Regions from separate parts of the Mus musculus genome. Here regions 1 and 3 are each linked to region 2. Evidence: chromatin contacts called from public ChIA-PET and HiChIP or PLAC-seq data. All regions are on one chromosome and are shown on one strand. Each heading gives the region's core, a stretch centred on a gene start, on an enhancer-like site or on the middle of the called end of the contact. The rest is flanking DNA. Distances are from core to core; before and after follow the strand shown. Region 1 overlaps Sipa1l1 (signal-induced proliferation-associated 1 like 1). Region 2 has its middle 66 kb from the start of Sipa1l1. Region 3 has its middle 110 kb from the start of Gm30799.

Evidence for each region. ChIA-PET counts read pairs in DNA pulled down with a chosen protein or histone mark. HiChIP or PLAC-seq counts read pairs in DNA pulled down with a chosen protein or histone mark.
Region 1: a contact with region 2 is called in an RNA polymerase II ChIA-PET map of memory CD8 T cells, with 2.7 times the contacts expected there. The contact joins two enhancer-like sites. A contact is called at or near these places in 4 of 115 datasets of contacts at active chromatin or transcription factors (CD8 T cells, extraembryonic endoderm stem cells, memory CD8 T cells and 1 more) and 2 of 9 other capture datasets (adipose tissue and liver).
Region 3: a contact with region 2 is called in a BATF HiChIP or PLAC-seq map of CD8 T cells, with 22 read pairs. The contact joins two enhancer-like sites. A contact is called at or near these places in 10 of 39 promoter capture datasets (the 3T3-L1 cell line, 3T3-L1-derived adipocytes, the C10 cell line and 6 more), 3 of 15 datasets of contacts at CTCF or cohesin (CD8 T cells, the G1E-ER4 cell line and the NIH/3T3 cell line), 47 of 484 Hi-C or Micro-C datasets (the C2C12 cell line, CD4 T cells, CD8 T cells and 34 more), 24 of 115 datasets of contacts at active chromatin or transcription factors (CD8 T cells, DN3 thymocytes, the HPC-7 cell line and 16 more) and 3 of 9 other capture datasets (adipose tissue, liver and pancreatic islet).

Annotation. Positions count from the first base shown.
Region 1 is chr12:82,361,289-82,365,817 of GRCm38.p6, reverse strand. It overlaps Sipa1l1 (signal-induced proliferation-associated 1 like 1), which reads right to left. Exons shown (of 21, transcript NM_172579.3): 4 at 2,687-2,875. Among named protein-coding and RNA genes, the nearest start is that of Gm30916, 28 kb to the left of the region's middle. Within about 2 kb of position 1,952, at least 2 of the 459 cell types and tissues checked have an H3K27ac peak or open chromatin away from gene starts, as enhancers often do. A contact at or near this core is called in memory CD8 T cells, where this site is marked.
Region 2 is chr12:82,243,288-82,247,899 of GRCm38.p6, reverse strand. It overlaps a transcript of Sipa1l1 not described here. Among named protein-coding and RNA genes, the nearest start is that of Sipa1l1, 66 kb to the left of the region's middle. Within about 2 kb of position 2,464, at least 138 of the 459 cell types and tissues checked have an H3K27ac peak or open chromatin away from gene starts, as enhancers often do. A contact at or near this core is called in CD8 T cells, the SCID.adh cell line, Th2 cells and 3 more, where this site is marked.
Region 3 is chr12:82,173,434-82,178,097 of GRCm38.p6, reverse strand. It overlaps a transcript of Sipa1l1 not described here. Among named protein-coding and RNA genes, the nearest start is that of Gm30799, 110 kb to the right of the region's middle. Within about 2 kb of position 2,192, at least 18 of the 459 cell types and tissues checked have an H3K27ac peak or open chromatin away from gene starts, as enhancers often do. A contact at or near this core is called in CD8 T cells, the SCID.adh cell line, Th2 cells and 2 more, where this site is marked.

The DNA of each region.
Region 1 (4,529 bases), core at 703-3,202, 120 kb before region 2:
TAAGATCTGGATCATCATTCTAGGAGGAGTAGACTGGGGCACACAGCAACAGGGGTCAGGAATGTGGGCTATGAAGTCTGTGCCTGGAAAACGCATGTAAATCATTCCACACAGCACCTGGCTTAGTCACAGCTCAACCCAAGTTTCCAGCTTGCTCGGTGAGCCTGCTTGCTGCTCTGTGAACACATGGAGCCTTGCCTTTGACTTTGTTCCTACTGATTCTGGTCTGGAACATCTGACCATGTCCTTCTGCCCTTCAAGGGGCACCTCATTCTGATCCTGTCAGCCAATCCTGACTCACGGCCTTTGATCTCTCTGTTTGCAGTTATCTTAAGTTTATTACGTTAAGTCTGACATCTGTTACGGTATACTGCATGGCATTGTCTCTTTCATGGATATGAGCTGTGTTTTACTGGCCTATTTATTTCCCACAGTCTTTATCAATCTACAAGGAGTGTGTGTGGAGTTGCTCCACTTACCCTGACTTGTAGAGTACAATATTTTACTTTTAATAGGACTGCTCCCAAAGGACTTTACAAAGATGAAACAGGACAATGCATTTAAATAACAAGTGACTTTTTATTTCCATCAATAGCACCTAAGATTCCTTGACTCTTTTTCAAGAGCCTAGAGTTGTACTGAGTGTTACACATTTATCAGCTCCTGAAAACAGGTCATGACACAATGTATCATTCCCCATGCAAAAAGTAGATGAGGCCCAGGTGGATTTGACTGACTGCTGGAGACAAGACTGACATAACTGAAAAGTACCTCAAGTGACCAAACAATATCAAAGCTCACAGAATAAATAGTGAAAGTCCTCGCACTTCACAATTCCCTTTAGGTCTACTGGCGGCCATATTGTAATATTTAACCAAATATAACAATTACCATATATTATACTTAATAATTTATGAAGGACGAAATTATTTTAGTAACCAAAAATAGGGAAGTGATAATTAGAGAATAATGGCCAATTCTGTGAATTAAACAAATGTAACTGAGTTAAACTCATCATGGAGTTCCTGCGATGCTCCTGTACTGGAGGGACCATGAACGTAATGCCATCATGAACTGCCATCACTATACTTACTATTACACTTCATCACGGGTCACAACCATCTGCGGCCCCCACACTGCAATCACCAAGAGGACACAAAATGTGCCAGACGCCCCGTAAAAATGCACAACTGGAGCATGAATTTTTAAATTTAATATGTTTAAAACAAGGGAACTGGCAATAAAACCCCGTCTTTCTATGAAGCAATCTAATCTGTAGAGATTGCGAATGTTAAGTATAAGACCAAGTTATCAATGCCTGAGCGGGTTTCTCCCTCCTGGGCAAACACAATAATTGAAATGACTGAACTAATAAAGCCACTGGCCACCCCACACCCTCTTCCTTTATCCATGTTCAGAGTGTGTGCTGGAAGGCAGTCCTGAGCACTCCAGCTCACGCAGTCGCCTTCTGAAGGATGCAGCGTGTCAAAGTTACAGCAGCACGGACAAACAGACACTCCCAAAATTCCTTGTGTATTTACATGGAAGGGACAGTAGCTATGATACACTGTGTAAGGGTGACAGAGGAGGAGGATTCAGAAAGCTCTACCAACTTCTAGTTCACCTTATATGTTCAGTGAATGGAAATAAAGACTTAAAAAGACCATGACACTAATTTTTGGAAGGTGTTCATTTTAGTTTAGTACAATCAGAATTTTGGGTTAATGAAACATAGATAAAATTTTATTCACAAATGACATCATACCTAGTTACATTTTACATGCAGTGTTCAAGCTACTTTTACCCACTGCTAGGGTGCAAATGTCTAAACACTGAGGACGTTCTGAGGAAGGTGACATAGGCAGAATGTCTACGAGGTGTGTGCTCAGTCACTGTGAGCAGAATGCACTAGCGCTGCCGAGTGGCAGTGGTCTCCAGTCACAGTAGCCTCTTCCTTTCTCTACACAGGCATCTACTCACCCAAGCACCTTGATCAAAGGACATTGTGGTCAGGAACACAGAAATGGAGGCAGCAACCTTGAGCATTTTGACAAAGCTTCTGACTCATACCATAGTTTTAATTTTTAAAAGTCCTAGGTAAAATGCATCTCTGCAGTATTAAAAAGTAGGCTTTCTTAAGTCTAAGCTTTTAGAACAGTTAACAGCACATGCTTAGAGTCAGATAACTGTGTTCAAATCCTGGTTCTCTAACTCATAGAGTGAGAAATTGAATGTATTATGTAATTTCTCTATGCCTCAGATCCCTTTTCTATAAATTGGGCATGGGACAGTACCATTCTCTCAAGGTCGGAAGATAACATGAGATAACATATTTTAAAGTCCTCGGACAGCCTCTGATGAACACATTCAGCAGTACTTGCCATTCTCACTCTAAGTATTAGTAATGTAATCCCATCATTATACTTACTGTTATACTTAATACTATGTCTCCCCCCCACATACTCAGAAATCCATTGCATGTGCCAGTGACCACAGAAAGAGCAGAACACAGATAAAGCCCTCTATCAGCTTTGTTATAGAGAAATCAAATCAGAGACGGTCAAATGAACAATCACAACGAATCTCCTTTACAGTAAACGGGACAGTTCTCCCACCTAAGAAGAATCATCACGGTCTATACTGGAAGCCCAGAAGGAAACCCAAGCAGCAGGGACTGCACACCTACCCCTTGCTCGTCCAGTTTCATGAGCTGCTCTGTGACTTTGGGTGTGTTGAAGGCCAAGCGCAGGCACTGCACGTTGAGCTCTGGGATCACGTGTTCCAGCACCTCTTTCAGAGGCAATCCCCTGGCTGTCGAGTGCTTGGCCGTGGAGGGAATGGCATCCTCCAGGACAGACCCCCTCAGCGTCATGAGCTACAAGAGAGACAAGGGCTATGCTGAGGCTTCACAACATGAGATACTGAGTATGTACTAGGCTCCAGAAGCCGAGACAGTAGCTCTGCCCCAGGCTAAGCAATGGCTGGTGGTTGGTCAAGTCAGTGAGGTGGTACATGGGGAGACATAATACAGGATGCTCTATACATGAAAACTGCAGCCAATGCACTTCTAAGAACTCACAACGACATGTTTATTATAGTACTGAGCTATTTACCCAAGTGACAAAGGAAGCCTGCCCTCACAGTGATCAGTGAGCTCAAGGTCTTTGCATCACTCTACAGTGCCAGGCAGCACACTGAGGAACAGGGAGGCATCCCAGGGAAACCCTGAAAGAACACTGAGAATGTGGTTGGTATACTTTTTAAATGATGAAAGGGAGGAGGCGGATGCTTTATATTTCCTTACTGAAAGCATAAGCTGCTCATATCATCTAAGCAATGACTGCAGTCAACAGCACTGGAAATGACTTCTCTTTTCTTAAAACACTCTGGCTATTATCAAATATTAACTCGAGCAATAATGCTCTCTAGTAATAGAGATCTGCTAGAGAAACATAAAGCTGGGCATGAAGCCTAAAGGGGTCTTGATTTTCAAAAAGTCTATGTGGCAAAACTGTTCGTGAATTTAGCTACTATTTGGCAGTCTAAGAAGTGAAACACGGAGGAGATTCCACTAAACATGAAGCTGTAAGGTGTTGGCCACATACAAGTCTGGGGATGTGTGTGGCAGTATCAGGGAGAGATGAGAAACACAAACATGAACCTAGGGAAGACTGTTCATTAAAGAAAACAACAAGACAATGCAAAGGCAGAAATGGAATGACAGTGGCCCAGGCTACTAGGAAAAACCTTAATAGGTGACCTCAGATCATGTGTTAAAGAATGAAGGAACATTTCTACAAAAAGAAACAAGCAAAGGGAACATGAGCAAAGCCACAGATAGAGAAAGTCAGGGTCTGAGTGGGAGTGGGAATGCAGACCTGCTGTGGCTGACCAAGATGGGACAGCACTTTGCGCCCCTGACTCCACTGTGCAGTCTCACCGGGTTTCCAGAAGAAATGGCAGGCACACTTGGAGAAATCAAGTCAAGAATAAGATGGAACTCAAGAATCAGAAGCTGTATTCCTCCGCCCCTCAACCAGCAGAGAGACTATTTCATAGTAGAGTCATGAACACATCAAAGCCCCCTTTCTCATGAGGCTTACATTTTTATGGGAGAGACAGAAAACATAATAAGAACAGTATGTAAAGCTGTGTAAAGTCTTAGCAAAAAGACATGGAATCAGAGATTAGAATTCAATGGGAGAGAGCAGAAAATTCAGATCTATCCCAGCAAAGGGTCCTGTGGCTTATATGAGCATGAGTCAGAGAATTATGGAAGGCTGGGAACTGCTGAGAACGCTGATGCCATAGGAGGAACAAAGCAGCCAGGGGGAAGAAGGCCAAAGTGGCTGGGAAGGATGGAGCCTGGGGAGGTATAGGACGGGGTAGGGCACCCCAGCAGGTACACTGATTCCTAGGCTGGCTCCATTCAGGATGGAGAAGGCTAAAGGATTCTTAAAGAAGAATGAGGAGATCTGGCTTGCATTTAGAGAGATTCTCTGCTGGGTGGAAGGATGCTGGCCTAGGCC
Region 2 (4,612 bases), core at 1,215-3,714:
TAGATTCCCTCATTGTGAGATCCAGTCCAAGCTGTTACCAACAGTAAAGCAAAAATTCCAGAACAGTTACCAAACAGCTTAGGGCCACTCTCTCTCCCCAGCCATAAAACCGCAGTTATGTAGAAATCTTACAGCCCTTTAGTCACCCTGCATGGCTTCTGGCTTAGCCTTATCAGATTATAATCCACCCAAAGTATCTCCAGAGAGCTGGTATGTGCACCCGTGCAAAAGTGCACGTATGCACACACTCACACCCAAACCCTTTATGAAAAGGGAGAAAGAAGGAAACACATTATCTTAGCAACCTGTTGAGATGTAACCTTTGAGAGTCAACAGGAATTCAGAGCTAATGAGATAGTTAACTGCTTACTCTCCTCTAGAGAAGCCCATAGATATACTTGGGTAGGTCTCAGTCCCGCCCAACATTCTTCAACTACGGCTATGCGTAACTTTCTTCTAAAAGCCTCTCTCTCTTGTAAACCCCATGCTTAAACTTATATTAAGATATGCTTAATAAAATCTCCAACTTGATTTCACTGAACTGGCCAATCCCGAAATTCTTTTCAGCCTCAAAGTCACCAATCCTGGTCTGGCCTGAGTTGAGGCTCTAAAAGTCTACAGGAAGTCTTAGGCTAGTGATGGTAGCAGAGTGAGGGCTTTCACAGAGTGGTGTCTGGCTTGGGACATGCGCCCATCACAGAGGCACAGCCCTAGGCCACTGCTGTGGTGCCTTTCACCAAAAATTCTCAGCCTTTCTTCTCACAGCTGAAGTGACTGGAAGACTTTAAAAGGCCTGTACACATTTGCTTTGATTTTCCTTGTTCCTTCATATGACAGGCAGATATTAAAGAACTGGACATTTAAGAGTTAGGGCTTAGAGATGTGCGACTCAGAGACAGAATGTCTGCCTAACACTCCCAAAGTTCTTGGATTGAGAGTCAGGACTACAAGGGAGGGGGAAAGACTAAGAAGACATTCAAATGCGGTTGCACATACAGGGAAAAATTTAAAAGCACAGCAAGCATTGTGTATCTAATGGCAGATCACCAAAATATTTTAAAATCCTGAAAACAAGGGCTAGCTCTATAGCAAGTGCTAGACTTTAGCTCTCTACTTTCAATACTAAATAGAAGTGGGCTGAACAGAAGGAAGCATAAGCAAGCAACTACACCCACTGCACACAGAGCACTAGCAGGCCAATCGTGGCCTCTCTTCTCTAACATTGTCCAGAATAAACCAGAGTCAGACCAGGAAGTAGGTCGCAATAAACTGTTAAAGCTAGATATGATGCAAAATATCTTCCCCAACCACAACAGAAAAAAGTTAGAAGTCAGTTACAGGAATAAAGCCAGAAAAACCATAAAATCATCATCAATATTGAGCAATACATTAGTAAACAGCTAACTGAAACAAGAGAATAAAATACAACATTTCAAAACACAAGATATTACAGCGGAGACAGGGCTAAATGTACAGTACTCGATATAAAGGGAACGCCAAGTCACTGAGCTAATACAAATTATAGAACCAGAAAGACAAGAAACTAAACAGAAGCTAGGAAGAGAGAAAGAAATGACAGAAGCAGAAATAAACAGAACAGAGAGAAGGAAAAACAATGAGAAAAAGCAGAGACCAAAAGTTTATTCTGGGGAGGAGGGGGGAGTAGAACTCTCCAGTGTGGAAGGTTCACAGTTACTAAGATCATACAGTAAGGCAAAGCGAGGACGGTTCTCGTTACTAAAACCACGAACAGAGTGGGGACGGTTTACCTGAGTTCACAGAAACAAAGGGCTGTTAGGAAAGCTAGCAAGTCGGATAACTTACATTACGTAGACAGGTTTCTAGAACCACAAAGTGTACCAAAGCTATATTATGAAGAATATAAGTTTAATGAGCTGTGACTAGTGAAAAGCAGAAAGCAGAAACCAAAACAAAAATCTCCTGACAAAGAAAGGGTTTGAACTAAGTCGTTTTCCAGATGAACATTTAAAAGACAATCCTAAAGCGTTCAAAAGCCTGGAGAGAAGGGCTTACCTCTGCACACATCCTTACGGGCCATAGCCTGTGGATGCCAGCTCTAAACAACACTGTAAGAAACCTACAGGCAGGAGCTCTAATGGGCACAAATAACAAGAAGCCTCAAGAAAATGCTAGTAAACTGAACTGAGCAGTATAGTTACAGGATTATAGACAGGAGCCCAAGTAGAAATGGTTCCTGGAATGTACAGAGGTTTGCTACATGCAAATCAATCTGCAATAGACCACATCAACGAGAACCAATGAAACACCTCCCCCTCCCCATGATCAGTTCAACTGATGTAAAGGGAAAAGCAATTGACAAAATGCAATACTCCTCACAATGAAAACAAGAACAAACTGGCAATAGAAGAAAAGCACCCAACTTAATCGAATCATGAAAACCCACAATGACGCTCAGAGATGACAAAGCATTTCCTCAGAGACCAGAAACAAGGTACGGATGTGACCACAGCCTCACTTCTACCCACTAGAGTATCGGAAGGTCTGACCAGAGGACTCAGGCGAGAAAAAGAAACAGACATTCAAGCTGTAAAGAAAAACTAAGCTTATCTCGATCTACAGATATTACATGCAAAGTCCAAAAGAGGCCACAAAAATAAAACTGAACTCACACATGAATTTGGATACTTGGCTGGGTACAAAATTGAGCTGCAATCCCTATACAGTGAGCATTAGGAAAGAACACTGAAAACATAATTCTACCCACACTAAGTTCAAAGAAAACAGTGAAAACTGTGACCAAAGCAGAAAAAGACATAAGAGGACCCCTCCCCACAGTGTGCACAGAATAGATGTAATTGTTATGATGCCATACTACCTAAAGCAATCCACAGCTATAATCCAATCCTTATCTAAACTCTGGGACATTTTCTACCCCCACCCCTTACAAAAAAAAAAAAAAAAATCCTACAATGGAGTTTCAGGAAAGCAAATAGCCAAAGTGATCTAGAAAACGGACCTAACAAGTGTGATGGGAGGCACCACACCTGCTAGTATCAAACAAATTAGAAAGCTACAGTAATCAAAACAGTGTGATCATAGCATCCAGACAGACATAAAAACCAGCCAGAGCACCCAGAACCAAGCAACCCCTCAGAGAGAAGGTCAACGGGCTCACCAAGGCTGCTGAGATCATTGCCTGATAGTCTCATTCAACGAGTGCCATGCCTCGGGGCCAAAGGACTCTCTGCAGGCCACACAATCAAACAGGAACTCTACATACCAAGCCTTAATTTAAAGTATGTTAAAAGATGTATATGCAAAACCCTAAAACGGGAACTTTACATGCAAACCCTAAAAGTGTGTCAAAGATGCATATGCAAAACCCCAAAAGAAAACCTCCCTGAGAAAAAGGTCATGGATTCACTGCGTGGTATTTGACCTCTGACAAGACAATAAGAAGAAAATTAAGACATGAAGTTTCTCATAAAAATTCAGCTTTGACTCTGCAACTCCCTCCATGGGTGCCCTGCTCCCACTTCCAAGAAGAGGCAAAGCGTCCACACCTTGGTCTTCGCTCCTCTTGAATTTCATGGGTTTAGCAAATTGTATCTTCTATCTTGGGTATCCTAAGTTTCTGGGCTAATATCCACGTATCAGTGAGTGCATATAGTGCGAGTTCCTTTGTGATTGGGTTACCTCACTCAGGATGACACCCTCCAGGTCCATCCATTTGCCCAGGAATCTCACAAATTCACCCCTTTCAATAGCTGAGCAGTACTCCATTGTGCAAATGCACCATATCTCCTCATCCATTCCTCTGCCGAGGGGCACCTGGGCTCTTTCCAGCCTCTGGCCACTACAAACAAGGCTGCTATGAACATAGTGGAGCATGCGTCCCCCCTACCGGCCGGGACATCCTCTGGATACATGCCCAGGAGAGGCACTGTGGGATCTTCCGGTAGTACCATGTCCAACTCTCTGAGGAACCGCCAGACTGATTTCCAGAGTGGTTGTACAAGCCTGCAATCCCACCAACAATGGAGGAGTGCTCCTCCCTCTCCACACCCTCGCCAGCATCCACTGTCACCCGAATCGTGACGAAGGGATGGACCATCTAGTGATTGCCATATACAGGGATCCATCCCATGGTCAGCTTCCAGGCGCTGACACCATTGCATACACTAGCAAGATTTTGCTGAAAGGACCCAGATGTAGCTGTCTTTTGTGAGACTATGCCGGGGCCTAGCAAACACAGAAGTGGATGCTCACAGTCAGCTATTGGATGGACCACAAGGCCCCCAATGGAGGAGCTGGAGAGATTACTCAGGGAGCTGGGGGGAACTGCAGCCCTATAGGTGGAACAACAAGTGTGAACTAGCCAGTACCCTGGAGCTCTTGTCTCTAGCTGCATATGTATCAAAAGATGGCCTAGTCGGCCATCACTGGAAAGAGAGGCCCATAGGACTTGCAAACTTTATATGCCCCAGTGCATGGGGAACCCCAGGGCTGGGGGGGAGGGGGGGGGAGGGGATTGGGGGGTGGGTATGGGGGACTTTTGGAATAGCATTGAAAATGTGAACGAGGAAAATACCTAATAAATAAATAAATTTTAAAAAAATTCAGCTTTGAA
Region 3 (4,664 bases), core at 943-3,442, 70 kb after region 2:
TTACAGGCAGTTTCCTTAGTTTTCTTAATTAGAAAAGCACTTGATGAAATAAATTTTGCCAAAATGTATCTCCTTGGAAACCAAGAAACAAAAACTGTTTCTTTTCTCCTCTGCATAAAGAACATTTAATAAGGACTATTTTCATAATAAACAGCTATAACTGTTTTGTATCAGAAGTAAAACAGGTAGCTTTCACTAGTGAATAAACCCAGGCTTGGAGAGATGGCTCAGTGGTAGGAGCACTAACTAACTGTTCTTCTAGAGGACCTGGGTTCCTGACATTCACACAGCAGCTCACAGGTGGACTGTAAGTCCAGTCTCAGGGGATCCAATGCCTCTTCTAGCCTCAGTGGGCACCAGGCAAGCATTTGGTACACATAAATGCATACAGCCATACATACAAAATAAATCTTCAAAAAAAAATTTCAAATTGTTTCTAGAGACTTCATTAAAGACGCATATAAAGCAGCAGGACCCACATGAGACCCTAGTGTGATGGGAGGTAGAGACAGGGAGAAGCCTAGGCCTTGCCAGCCAGCCAGCCTCACCTCGTCCAGGAGTTCCAGGCTAATGAGAGACCTGTCTCAAAAATATAAATAAACAACAAACAAAGAAATAAAATAGAAACAAAAAGAACTGATACCCAAAGCACAACACCCAATGCTAACGTCTGCCCTTTACCAACGCTGACCTCTGGCCTCTACTCAGTATCGTGCCTGAACACACACAGCATACCCACTGAATTAATGCAATCTTCAGGACTACATCAAGGTTCTTTCTGAAACTTCCTCTAGATGCTGACTCTGTACACATTCTTTGCAAATCAGGAAATGCTGGACACATGACCCTTACCATACTACCTGCAAATGATAGACGGCCTCACACACATTTTGCCATTTAAATCACTTTACTGCCTTCTTCAAATGTGTCTGGTCTCCTCAAAAAACAAACAAAAGAAAGAAAAAACCCAGAAACGTTATTTTAGCTTTTCATGTGCCTATCACTCAATGTCTAGCCCTGTGAAATGAAAAGTACCCCCTAAGGAACCAACACCAACAGAACGGAATCACCTCTGTGGAAACGAACCCAGTACACAGTCAAAGGAGCTTGAGCACCAGTCACTGGGGAAGGAAAGTGTTGCCTTCTCAACAGTCGGTGCTAGGAACTGTGTGAGGTCCACAGGCAAAAGAATATAGCTTATCTTATAGGTTATTAAAAATTAGCTCAAAAGTGGGTCAAGAGTCTAGATAAAGTCTAAAACTCTTAAACTGTTTGAACATGGAGTTGGAGTAATGGCTCAGCAGATCAGAGGCTCCAGAGGATCCAGGTTCGGTTCTCAGCACTCACATGGCGGCTCACGACCATCTAGAACTCCAACGTCAGGGACTCCACCACCCTCTTTAGCCTCTATGGGCACTTGGCATGCATGCAGTCCACAAATACTGAAAGCAAAACACTCATACATATAAAATACAAAGAATAAAATGTTTTCAAAACTTCCTTGCCTCGAACACAACCAAGAGAAAAAAAGAACCTACAGAGGAAGTACTTGTAAATTACGTATCTGATAAAGGTCTGATAGCTAGAATATACAAATTAACTCTTAAAATTAAAAAAAAAGAAAAATAGAAAGTAAAGAAAAATGGGCAGAGTACTTGGAACAGATGATGACCAAGAACCATCAGAGGGCATGCAACAGCACTACCCACCAGGAGCCATCAACACAATGAGATTCCACCTCAAGTACCTGCATAGCCACAATACAGAAGGGGGTGGTGGCAAGCATTGGTGAGAATGTGGACAAACTGCAAGTTTGGTGACCTACTGCTGAGACTATAGAGTTGAAGTGCAACTACCATGGAAAACGTTATGGTATGAAAAGCTCCTCAAAAAACTAAAGCGAGCACCACACATGGCCCAACACTGTCACTGCTAAGTCAGCATGCAGAAGAACTGCATGCAAGCTCTGAGGACAGCTGTGTGTCACTGCTTCCAACCAGACTCAGGCAGAGGCAGACAGATCTCTAAGAGTTTGAGGCCAGCCTGGTCTACAGAGTGAGTCCAGGTCAGTCAAGGTTCTGTGACACAGAGAAGCCTTGTCTCAAAAACCACTAAGAGTCAGCAAGGGGTAAACACATCCCACCCACACAGCCATCCTACGGCCATGTACTACACGCCGGCTTCCTTGAGGACATGCCTAGTGAGATAAGCCAGTCACTTAAGGGCAAACACTGCCTAACTCCTCTTATGTGTGATGTCTGGGGATAACCAAATCAAAGAGACAGAAAGTTGGCAGTCACCAGGGGCTGGGATAGGAGGGAGAAGAAAGTAAAAGTTGTATGATGTACAGTTTCAGATACAAAAGTTTTTGGGTTTTTTGTTTGTTTTTCAATCTTAGAGCTCTATTTCACAAAACGGTAAGTAGGCTTAAAACCACCAAACTATATACACTTGTGTTTCTCGTACAATGTTTTTAGTGGATCATACAATTACCAAACTGAATTGACATGTCCCAGCCACACTGCAAAATTGCCTGACCTTTACCTGTAGGCAACCAGTTCTAGATTCCTTCTAAACTACCTTTCTTCAATAAACAGAACTGTGTTGAAGATCTGGGGGCTCTGTCCCTTTCACGTATCCAAAGTGAAATCTCAATGACCACAGAGAGCTACTAACACAGATCCAAAGATCATACAAAGTCACTCTGGAAAGAAGCAAGATATAACCACCTACCAAGACACCCACCAGGCTTCCCTGGTGCCTGGCTGCAGTAACCAGGCCTCCTCACGGCCTCTCTCCCCAGCACACACCCTACCCAAGGGGCTTCAGGCTATACGGTACGTTGAAGCCAGATCCAGAGCAATCCCAACAGAGCAAGCATTAGACTGTAACAAGCCTTTCTGTGACCCTGCTAGTACTCCAGGACTCTCACCCACTGAAACATCATTTCCTTATACAGTTGGCATCCTTCCTTTACCGACGCACATCAGCACTGAGGGCCTAATTTTAAAAATGACAATAAACTGTGAAGTAGTGTAGGAATTTCTCTATCTGGAGTCAGGGTTAGGAACTCCATTCAAGCCTAGGTATAGTTCTCCCACACAACTGAGCTAGGGGTCACACCCCCACCCCCATCACCACACACAAATGCACACACATCAACCACAGGCTACTTAGAAGTTAGAGCCCAGTATGCTAACTAGTGAGCTCTTCTGAAGTCTCCAGGGGAGCGTGGGAAGGGGAAAATGACCAGCCCCAAACAGAGCTGCATTTCAAGAGCAGACTGGTGTTTCCCTCAGTCTTTGGGTGACAAGGAGTACAGCAGGATACAGTTTGGGAGTCAGTCACAGTAGGCTGTTTTTCAGGGGGAGAGAGGATAGGAATGCTGGGGACTGACCCCAGGGCCTCACAAATGCTACGCAAGTCCTCTACACCACTGAGCCCTCAACTCTGCTTTGTGAGGCTAAGAAAACACTGACTTCCCACTTAGTCCTAGGGACACACAGGTGACAGCAGTAGGACAGCAAACATCTTGAGCATCCTTTTCCCGGCACTCTTAAGAAAGGGACTCTTCCCTGAAGACAGCTCAGTGCAAACTGCTTCTGAGTGCATGAAAAGAAATGCAAGGGGCTTACAGCATGCCAAGCTGAAATCTACATTTATTATATGATAACATTATCACAGGAAGGTAATATAGAAGGCTTAGGTAAAAGATACTAGTCAGAGCTGAGGGTATAAGGCAGTGGTAGAGCACTGCCTAGCAAGAGTGAGACCCTGGGCCTCCTGTCCTGAATGAGGAGGTAGGAGGTGAAGGCCTAAGAAGAAATAAAGAACCCAATGATAGTAGACTCCCAGGCTGCAGGAACATGAGCTATTGGCACAAAGCCCTCTGCTTTTTAATTTCTCAATAGCTATCTTCTGAGATCAGAACTCATTATAAAAGGAAGCAGGGCTCTGAATGAACCACAAAACAATCAATAACCGCACCTGTTCACACTTGGGTAAACGGCTCAGCTCAAGGAAGTAAGAAGGAACCTCAAGAAACTACCGCTCAATGCCCTTTCAGCCCCAGCAGTCTGAGTGACCCCTTTGTTTATAAGCCAGCAAGTCTCTATCACCAAGCCAGCATTCCTCAGGAAGCATAGTGTCTCATCAAACACTATGTAATTACCTGTTTCCCACAACTTCAAGTTAGGCATACTACAAATCTAATGAGAGAGAATTGCAGCATGGTAAGTAACCAATTAGAACCCATCAGCTGGAAGCTCTTATCTCAGACCTGCAGAAACAACTTGTCACCTTCCTTATGGTGCACCACCAGGACCCTAATGCCCCTCCATGCCAACCTGGGGTCTCACTCTAGTTCTTTTTATGAAACACACACACATTCATTCCCGTACTCAGGAAGAAGAGGAAGACAGACCTGTGAGTTCAAGGACAGCCTGATCTACATGGTGAGTTCCAGGCAAGCCAGGGTGGCACAATGGGTGAAAAACCCTGTCCCAAAAGAAAATCTCCTTGCAGCTGGGTCACCTTAGAAGATGGATGGAAGATTAGATGAGAAGGTGAAGTTTTCTCCCCCTCAAAAGATACACTCAGATTTTCATTCCAGACCTGGCTGCAAATTAGACTACCCTGTGACATTCTGTCCCTTGCTCAAATCA